Regions from separate parts of the Gasterosteus aculeatus genome. Here region 1 is linked to region 2. Evidence: chromatin contacts called from public Hi-C data. All regions are on one chromosome and are shown on one strand. The core of a region is the stretch at or near the end of the contact, and the rest is flanking DNA. Distances in the headings are between cores, read along the strand shown. Region 1 holds the start of LOC120816632 (acyl-coenzyme A thioesterase 1). Region 2 overlaps LOC120815791 (zinc finger E-box-binding homeobox 1).

The links. Hi-C and Micro-C count contacts between places; a contact is called where the count stands out from the background.
Region 1: a contact with region 2 is called in a Hi-C map of skeletal muscle, with 11 times the contacts expected there. The contact joins the promoter of LOC120816632 here to the enhancer-like site in region 2. A contact is called at or near these places in 5 of 6 Hi-C or Micro-C datasets (liver, skeletal muscle, tail fin and 1 more).

What each region holds. Positions count from the first base shown.
Region 1 is chr3:16,524,802-16,528,858 of fGasAcu3.hap1.1, forward strand. LOC120816632 (acyl-coenzyme A thioesterase 1) reads right to left here and starts at 1,800. Exons shown (of 3, transcript XM_078099735.1): 1 at 1,252-1,800; 2 at 831-1,078; 3 at 1-736. The coding sequence starts at 1,717. The coding sequence ends at 128.
Region 2 is chr3:16,477,813-16,481,959 of fGasAcu3.hap1.1, forward strand. LOC120815791 (zinc finger E-box-binding homeobox 1) reads right to left here. Exons shown (of 8, transcript XM_078099731.1): 6 at 2,092-3,827; 7 at 1,803-1,989; 8 at 1-1,310. The coding sequence ends at 268. Among protein-coding and RNA genes, the nearest start is that of LOC144405548, 19 kb to the right of the region's middle. Within about 2 kb of position 2,434, at least 1 of the 9 cell types and tissues checked has open chromatin away from gene starts, as enhancers often do.

The DNA.
Region 1 (4,057 bases), core at 550-3,049, 46 kb after region 2:
ATGAAGTTAAAATGTTTATTCATATGAAGGCAAGTAAAAATCACTCTTGCATCTGTTCTAGATTCTACAAAGAAATGATTTAATGTATCAACTTCATTCGTTGAAGATTGTGTATCCGTATTTATCTCTACATTTTGGCTTTAATCTGCACAAGATTGCAGCTCAGGTGAGTCCTGAAGAACTCCTGGATCTCCTCCCACAGGTGGACCTCAGCTGCAGCGTGGGACCCGGCCTCGCCCCCCAACAGCACCACCTTGCCTATCACCCAATGCAAACTGGAGGGGCAGTATGGTCCGTAAGGCGGCTCTAGATAGTGTCCCGCTCCGGGGTAACACACGCTCTCAAAGTTGTCCTTCCCGTGACGCTTGAGTCGCTCCACCATCATGTCCACGTAAGCCTTGCTGTCCCAGTTGAGGTCGTCCTCTGAGGCCACGAAGAGGAGACGTCCCTCCGCCCGCTCCACAGGGATCAGCGTGGCCTTGTTCTCCTCTGCACGAGGGTCGTTCAGAACCTTCTTGGTATTGAAGGCCTCGGACTCAGTGGGAATCAGCTTGCTGAGGTCAACCATTAACGGGGGGAGGATCTGGCTCTTCTTATAGTAGAGGGGAAGAAGCGTGTTGGCGGAGCAGCCGTTGATCCACACTACGGCCTCGACACCTTGCAGGTAAGAGGCCATCGACAGTGCCAGATCTCCGGTTTTCGAAATTGAAATCACACCAACTCCTTTACCGCCAACCTGCAGGGGGAACAAAATGAATTACGCATTAGTTTTCCTGCAGATAGGCATGAAGTATTCTCTAAGTCCTCTAAGGGTGGTTAGACAACCACACTCTGAAATGTGTCACCAAAAATCTCAAAAGATTTAGAGAACTCCCCTTATCTTGTTTTCTCAAAAACTGTATTGCTTCTTCGAAATAATCCAGATGGATCTCTTTCATCTTCTTGGGCAAGTCATCGTAACCGTACGCCACTACGGTCAGGACCACAAATCCTCGAGTGGCGAGCAGAGCGCCCCTCTTCTCAGAGAAACCTCCCCCTAAAATGTATAAATCCAGCACTGCAGGGAATGGACCCACTCCTGGATCGGAAAAAACATTGAGGGAGGATTGAGAGTGATATACATGCTACATGCTAGCTATCATGTGTGTTCTGTTTTCGTCACTTTCAATTGTAAAAAAGGTCAATTCATTGTATCTTTGATCTCTTGGGTGAAGATTTTTTATGCAACTTAGAGGCTTAAAGGCCACCGACCTGGCGGAGTGAAGAGGACCCCACGAATATTCCCCTCTCTGACCGTGCGCCGGATGACTCCGTCTCCAATCAGCAGCCTCTCATTGGTCGCTTCTGCCAGCATCCTGCCCTCCTCGTCTCCCTCCTCCTCCTCGTGCACTGAGATCTTCACCACGTGGGCGTTTAGAGACTTTGTTCTTTGGAACCTCTTGTGCAAAGCGTCCGGCCTCATGGACCAAAGCAGACCCATGGGTTCAACGCCGGTGTAGGTCCCACCGAGGGAGGGGTCCCTCTCCAGGTCGATCTGCCCGCTCCCATCAGCCCTGAAGGTGGCCGAGGAGCTGAACACCACTCCCTTCTCGTCAGTGGATCTGGCTCTCAGGGTGACCATCTGTCCCGACCTGAGACCGGCCACCTTCACCTGGACGGGCTCGTCGAACATGCATCTGGCTCTCGGCAGCAGACTCAGGCGGACTTGGGAGGACATCTTTCTGAAAATGCGGTGGTTTGTTCTCTACAAATCTTCACTGTAATTGTAAAAGAGGAAATTCACTTGAATTTGAAACACTTTGACGAAGCAGATGAACACGTCATGAATGTTTTTCCGTAAAACTTTCTCCTCGCCAATTCAGCAAATTAAATAATATGTTACCAGCTAACTGTTGCTCTTGGACTCATATTTAGAGGTGAAGTACTGTTCCTACGCTGATAGTCAATAGATTGAACGCATGGTTGGCTCTTAAGTAATCTTCTATTATGCTCAAATCGGTCAGGGTTTTAAGCAGGTCAGTCAGGGATTTCAGATTTGACCACCAGATGGAGCCAGCAGAGAGTCATAAATACCTTGGAGCAGTTTTTGAAGGACAAACACAGGGGAAGGGCTGGTAGAATTATTTTGGAACCGGCTTGATAAGTTTAGCTTTACACCTGGACCATGGGACTTTTTCACAAAATATTATACTATTCATACTGTTCTTAACTTTGTAATTGTATTGCTTCTGCTAGTTAATACTTTATCATTTTTAAACTTTAGTTAGTTGACTCTTTTTGACTTCTCGTCTCAGAAGGGGCGACGGTAACAGTAGTGATCCATCAGAGGTTCAGAACTCCACAGATCAAAGAACCAAAGGATGTTTAAAGACTATTATTTAATTAACAGTGAATTTTCGTTTCTCAAAATTAGCCTGAAAGTAAACCGAGTAATTACATGAATATGTTGGTATTTTTTACAGACAGAAGATAATTTATCTGGTATTTTGGATTTGATGCAATTGGCGGAGAAGATGTTAAAGTAAGCATACAGGTATGCCCAGATGTGAACATCTGCAACCTGTAAGACAGGTGATTGTCCCTGATGACGGTCAATGCTTTCAGACATGAAATGACTCTCTGTATCTGCTTCACTCAAATACTTGTTTGAGTTCCCTACGACTGGAGAGGACTCGCTCACAGACGTGTGTAATAAATGTCTGTAATGACATTAGCTTGTCCATAAAAAAAAACTGACTCAAACTCACACTATTGATATTAGAGTTCATGTTTAAATGATTACTTGTCTTGTTTCGTCTTTTTATTTCCTGTCAGAAAGTCATGAGATGAAATAAAATAGGAATGTGTCTTACCTGCAGCACGGCGCTCACCTAGAATCAGACTGTTGGATGTGGGTTTTAAAGTCACCTCTCTGATCCTGTCAATCATTTTATGTTTATCGATGGGACGGAGCGTTCTTAAGTGTGTGTGTGTGTGTGTGTGTGTGTGTGGGTGTGCTTTTGAGCCAAACAGACTGGAGAGGGTGAGTTCATCTGGTTTGTTGAATAGACAATAAAGAAGAGAATCATGTTTCAGGAGTAAACCTACTTATAACAATGACTTATAAATAACTCATATAAGGTCTTTTTTCTATATCGTCAAACAGGTATTTCAATGGTTTAAAACATAAATTATGTGAAGAATGTTGAATATTTACAGAGCCCAAGGCAGCATCTTAAAATTCCTTTCATTGTTTAAACTCAATGTGAAAGTGGGTGACAACTTATCAGTTGTCCCCATTACTCACAGCCATATTTTGACTAATCCTTGTTAATTTATTTACAGCCACAGTTCCAGTGTGATCTGAACCTTCAGACATTTATTATCCAGTTTGTGTTTAATGACAGTTCATATAACATCAGTATCAGTGAACAAGGTACTCTTCAGTACTTAACTTTAGCTATTCAGTGATTGATTTGTGCATTTCATCAGATAATCATTATCTCTTTTGGAACACACAGGGTATATGCTAAGAAACAGAGCCTGCAGGAGCCAATCTGTTCCTTTTATTTAAACATTGATAACGTCAGCAGGGAGTCTGGGGGCAAATAGGTTGCATAAAGTTACTTGTAATTGTATTATATGTATGTGCTTAGCTTATATTGTCCTCAAAGCAGTTGCAGATAAAAATCTCCATATCGACTGTTCTGTAACAAATGCAGGACTCGATCACCTTATTTTAAAGCTTACATCGGCATCTAGAGGCTACTTTCCTCGATTAAAACCCCTAAATATGACAATCTGCCTGTCACACCGCGGTGAACTTGTCGGGTTTGTTTTATTTTGTCTGGTCCATTTGTCTTGTCAATTCCTGTTTAAGCCTCTAAAACCACGTCATGGTGTTCTGCTCCGTTGTTTTTCCTCCAAGAGAGTAATTCTGATTTTGTGAAATCATACATTTAGGTTAATAGTTTAATGTTTTCATCGTCCTTTGTTTCCTCCATAAGGAGTGAATTTTGTTTTGATAATCTTTCGTAGTGCCTCCAGTTTTAAGGAGTAATTTTTGTTAAGTGACATT
Region 2 (4,147 bases), core at 1,184-3,683:
GACGGCTCAGCAGGTCGACGGGGGGGGGTCCTGCTTTAAAATCTGTACTTCTATAAACAATTTTTAACACTGATATTTTATCTCCACAAGAAAAAAAAAGGAAAAAACGTCACTATTCTGTTTTTCTCTTTGTCGAGTTCAGGCACACCTGGGTGTTTGTACACAGTAGTGGACCGTAAAGATCAGGCAACCACCGGGACTCCTCGACCCGTCTGCGGCTTTGTCTTTATTCACTCCGGTTCATCAACCGGGAGATTTCCCAATCCTTCATTCGCCGCCTGTCGCCACTTCCTCTGTGGCTTCGGCGCCCGCTGACTCCTCCGCGCCGCTTTTGTCCGTGTTTGCTTCACAGTCTGGCGTTTCCTCCGCGCCCGCCGCTTCCTTCTTCTCTCCAGTTGTCGCTTCCATCTCTTGCTTGCGATCGTCCCCGACCTCCACCCGCGGGACGTCACACGCGACCCCCTCGGACACCACCTCCTCTGCCTCGGCCTCCTCTTCACCTTTGGCGTCTTCCTCCATGACCTCATTCGCCTCTTCCCCTCCTGCCGCGTCTTCCTCCATCATCTCCTCTTCCCCTCCGGCCGCGTCTTCCTCCATGATCTCCTCTTCCTCTCCGGCCGCGTCTTCCTCCATGATCTCCTCTTCCTCTCCTGCCGCGTCTTCCTCCACGACATCCTCCCCCTCTTCCTCTCGTGTCGCGCCTTCCTCCACATTCTCCTCTTCCTCTCCTGCCGCATCTTCCTCCGCAAATTCCTCTGCCTCGTCCTCACCAGTCTCGTCTTCCTCCACAACTTCCTCCACCTCTGCGTGATCTTCCCCTGTTGCGTCTTCCTCCGCGATCTCCTCCCCCTCCTCCCCCTCCTCCTCCTCCTCCTCCTCCTCCTCATCCTCGAAGTTGCCCTCGTAGATCTCGCAGTCGCCGTCGTCCACCTGCACCACCCGGATGTCGTCCATGCACATGGCCTCGTCGTCCTCGTCCTCCTCCTCTTCCTCGCTCTCCCTCTCGTCAGAGTCCAGTTGGGAGGGCGGCGTCGTGGTCCGACTGTCCGACTGTAGTCCGGCACCGGGGCTGCCGAGCTCGGACTGGGCCTCGCGGGGCGCCGAGCCGGAGCCAGAGCTCGGCCCGTCCTTCTTGCAGTACGAGTAGCGGTGGTTCATGTGCTGGGAGTAGGAGCCCGAGTGGGAGAAGCGCTTCCCGCACTTGTCGCACTGGTAGGGTTTCTCCCCGGAGTGCAGCCTGGAGTGCTCGATCAGGTGGTGTTTGTGTTTGAAGGCCTTCATGCAGACGTTGCACTCGTGGGGCCGTTTTCCTGCAGGCGAGAGAATCAGACGATGCATAATTAGATAACAAATTACAGTGATGTGTGTGTTTCAACCTAGGGACCCCACAAAGGGGTCATACATTAAATATTGTTGGTCTTTGTGGGTCGTCAAACATTCTCGCCACCTGCTTTGATATTATATTTTCAAGCTTTTTTGGAATCATTTTGCATATAATCTAAAATCGGTGCGTAATTAACTTTTGATTAAATCTCAAATTTAAAGCACCGGTCGATCTTTAAAAAGTAATAATGCATCCGTATGACGGACGCTGCCTGTTTATGCACCTCAAGAGTCTCGTCTCAATGAAAACTGATGTCGACCTCTGAGCTGGTGCATTTACAGGCCAGCTGTCCCGTAAAAGTTACCATTGTAATAATTATAACACATTAATGATAATAAACAATAGTCTCAAATAGCTGCCTGGTCAGAGCCCGAACGTCTTCTCACGTGGGAGACCACCTCTCAGGTGTGAGGCCTACCTGTGTGTTCGTATTTGTGCCGCAGCAGAGAGCTGCCCTTCTGGAAGACTTTGAAGCAAAGGTCACACGGGTAGACGCCGTTTTCTAGCCGCCGCTTCTTCGTCAGCGACGCCGAGTCCGAGTCGTTCTGGTCCTCCGTCGGTGAGCCGCCGTTAGAGCTGCTGTCCGACTTCTTCTCCTGCTGCAACTGGAAGAAGAAGAAGGCGACGTCAGGGATTCCCCGTTTGAACCGTGAATGTTGAAATGCCGCGGCGGCCGCCGCGGTGCAGCGGAGCAGACATGGGCTTACCTTGTGGCCGTTCAGCACGACGGTCTTTGCTCCGGTGGCGCCGCCGGCCGTGCTGGCGTAGCTGTAGGTGAGCTGGGGGATGAGGATGGTGCGTTTCGCCGTGGTGTTGAGACAGCTCAAGGTGCCCTGACCGGCGATGGCCACTAACGTGGGCAGCTGCGCGGCGGTGATGATTCTGACGGACCTCCCGGTCTGGGGCGTGGTGACGTAGATGGTTCGACCCCCCAGCTGCTCCTTCCTCAGGCAGGTCAGGTTGAGCGGCTGCTCCTGCTGCTTGGGGGGCGGCGCGGCCGTCTCCGCCGCCGCGGTGTGCTTCGGGAGGGAGAGGTCGAGGGGCTCGGCCTGAGAGTCCGCAGACTCGGGGTCTTCCGGTTCGCTCTTGATGATGACGAGGTCCCCGGCGCTGAGGCTCCGTGGCGAGGAGTCCGCCGTGGAACGGCCGCCCGAATCCGAGGAGGCTTTGTCTTTGTGGGAGCCGTTTTCCTCTGCCGGCCCGTTCCGATCCGCGGCGTCCTGCGAGCTGCATTTCGTGGCCTCCGCCGTCTCTGAAACCGCCGTGTCTTTTTCGCGGCGTTTCCCCGCCTTGCTCCCGGAGTTCATCTTCGCGAACCACTTCCTGACCACGTCCACGTGGATGCTGGCCGACTCCGAGATCTTTGCCAGCTCCGCCTCGCCGGGGTTGGCGTTGGAGGCGAAGTAGGACTTGAGGAGCGTGAGCAGGTCGTCCACGGGCGGCTCCTCCAGTGTCACCCCCGCCTCGCTGAGCAGCGCGGCGAAGGACGGGTCCAGAGCGGCCGAGTCGACGGCCTCCCCGTTGGCGGCCTTGCGGTGCTGCAGGAGGTGCAGCGCCTCCAGGTTGTCGGGACAGTCGTCGCACAGCACGCAGGTACTGGAGCTGTTGGCTTTAGGCAGCCGGGCCTTTTGGGTCCTTCCCGTCTCCGCGTCGCCGATGGCCACCGACTCTGGCTCCGCCTTCACGGCCGAGAGGTCGGCCGCCTCCGGGGCGGAGGGCTTGACCGTCTTGGTGGGCGTGGGGGCGGCGGGCACGGGGGCGGGGTTGGTCTTGGCGACGAGCGCGGCGGTCAGGGTGGTGGCGGCGGTGGCGGCCGCGGGGCCGATGCTGTAGTTGATGATGATCTTCGTGGTGCCGTCGTGGTCCACAAAGGCCGGCAGGCTGATGATCTGCTGCTGCGGCTGCTGCACCACGATCCCCTGCTTCCCCTGCGTCACCACGCCGTTGGCCGAGCCCAGCACCTGCCGCAGCACGTTCCCGTCCATCGCCACCTTCAGCACGTTCTGCAGGTCGCTCAGGTTGATGCTGATGGGCGACATGAGGCCGACCGTCGGGACCACCATGGCCACACCCTGCGCGGGGGTCGTGGCCGGAGCCGCGGCCGGCTGTGCCGCCCCGCCCCCGTTGGCCCCGCCGGCGGGAGTCGCCGACGCGGCGATCGCGGGCTTGCACTCGTATTCCACCGGTTCGGACTTGATCTGGGTGACGGGGAGCTGCTCCTGGAGGGGCTTGCTTTCGGCCTTCTCTTTAAGAAGCACGCGGGGCGCCGCGGTTGTAGCCGGTGCTGCCTGGGCGGTGGGCGGCGGGGGTTTGATGGCCGCTCGAGGGACGACGTCGTCGGGGGCGGCGGCGCCCAAACACTTGGTGCTGCTGATGTGGGAGCTGTAGGAGCCCGAGTGGGAGAAGCGCTTCTTGCAGTGGGAGCATTCGTACGGTTTCTCACCTGGGGAGCACACAGGGAAATTACAGAAACTGTTAAAACAATATATGAACTTAGCTTATTTATCTACTATTTGTATTATTCAAATTTGAAATAACTAAATATATATATAATAATATCTGTTACTAAAAGGTTTCTGATTTTAAATCACATTTGGACAATTTTAGACGGAATTTGCCACGTTTTATTATCATTTTGATATGTTCATGCAGATGATTTGACCTGAATAAAAGGAAACACACCATCCAATGATTAAATCCGGATAAAAGAGCTTTGATGAACTTATATCCACCCTGATTACAGACATGTAGTGTTAATAAATA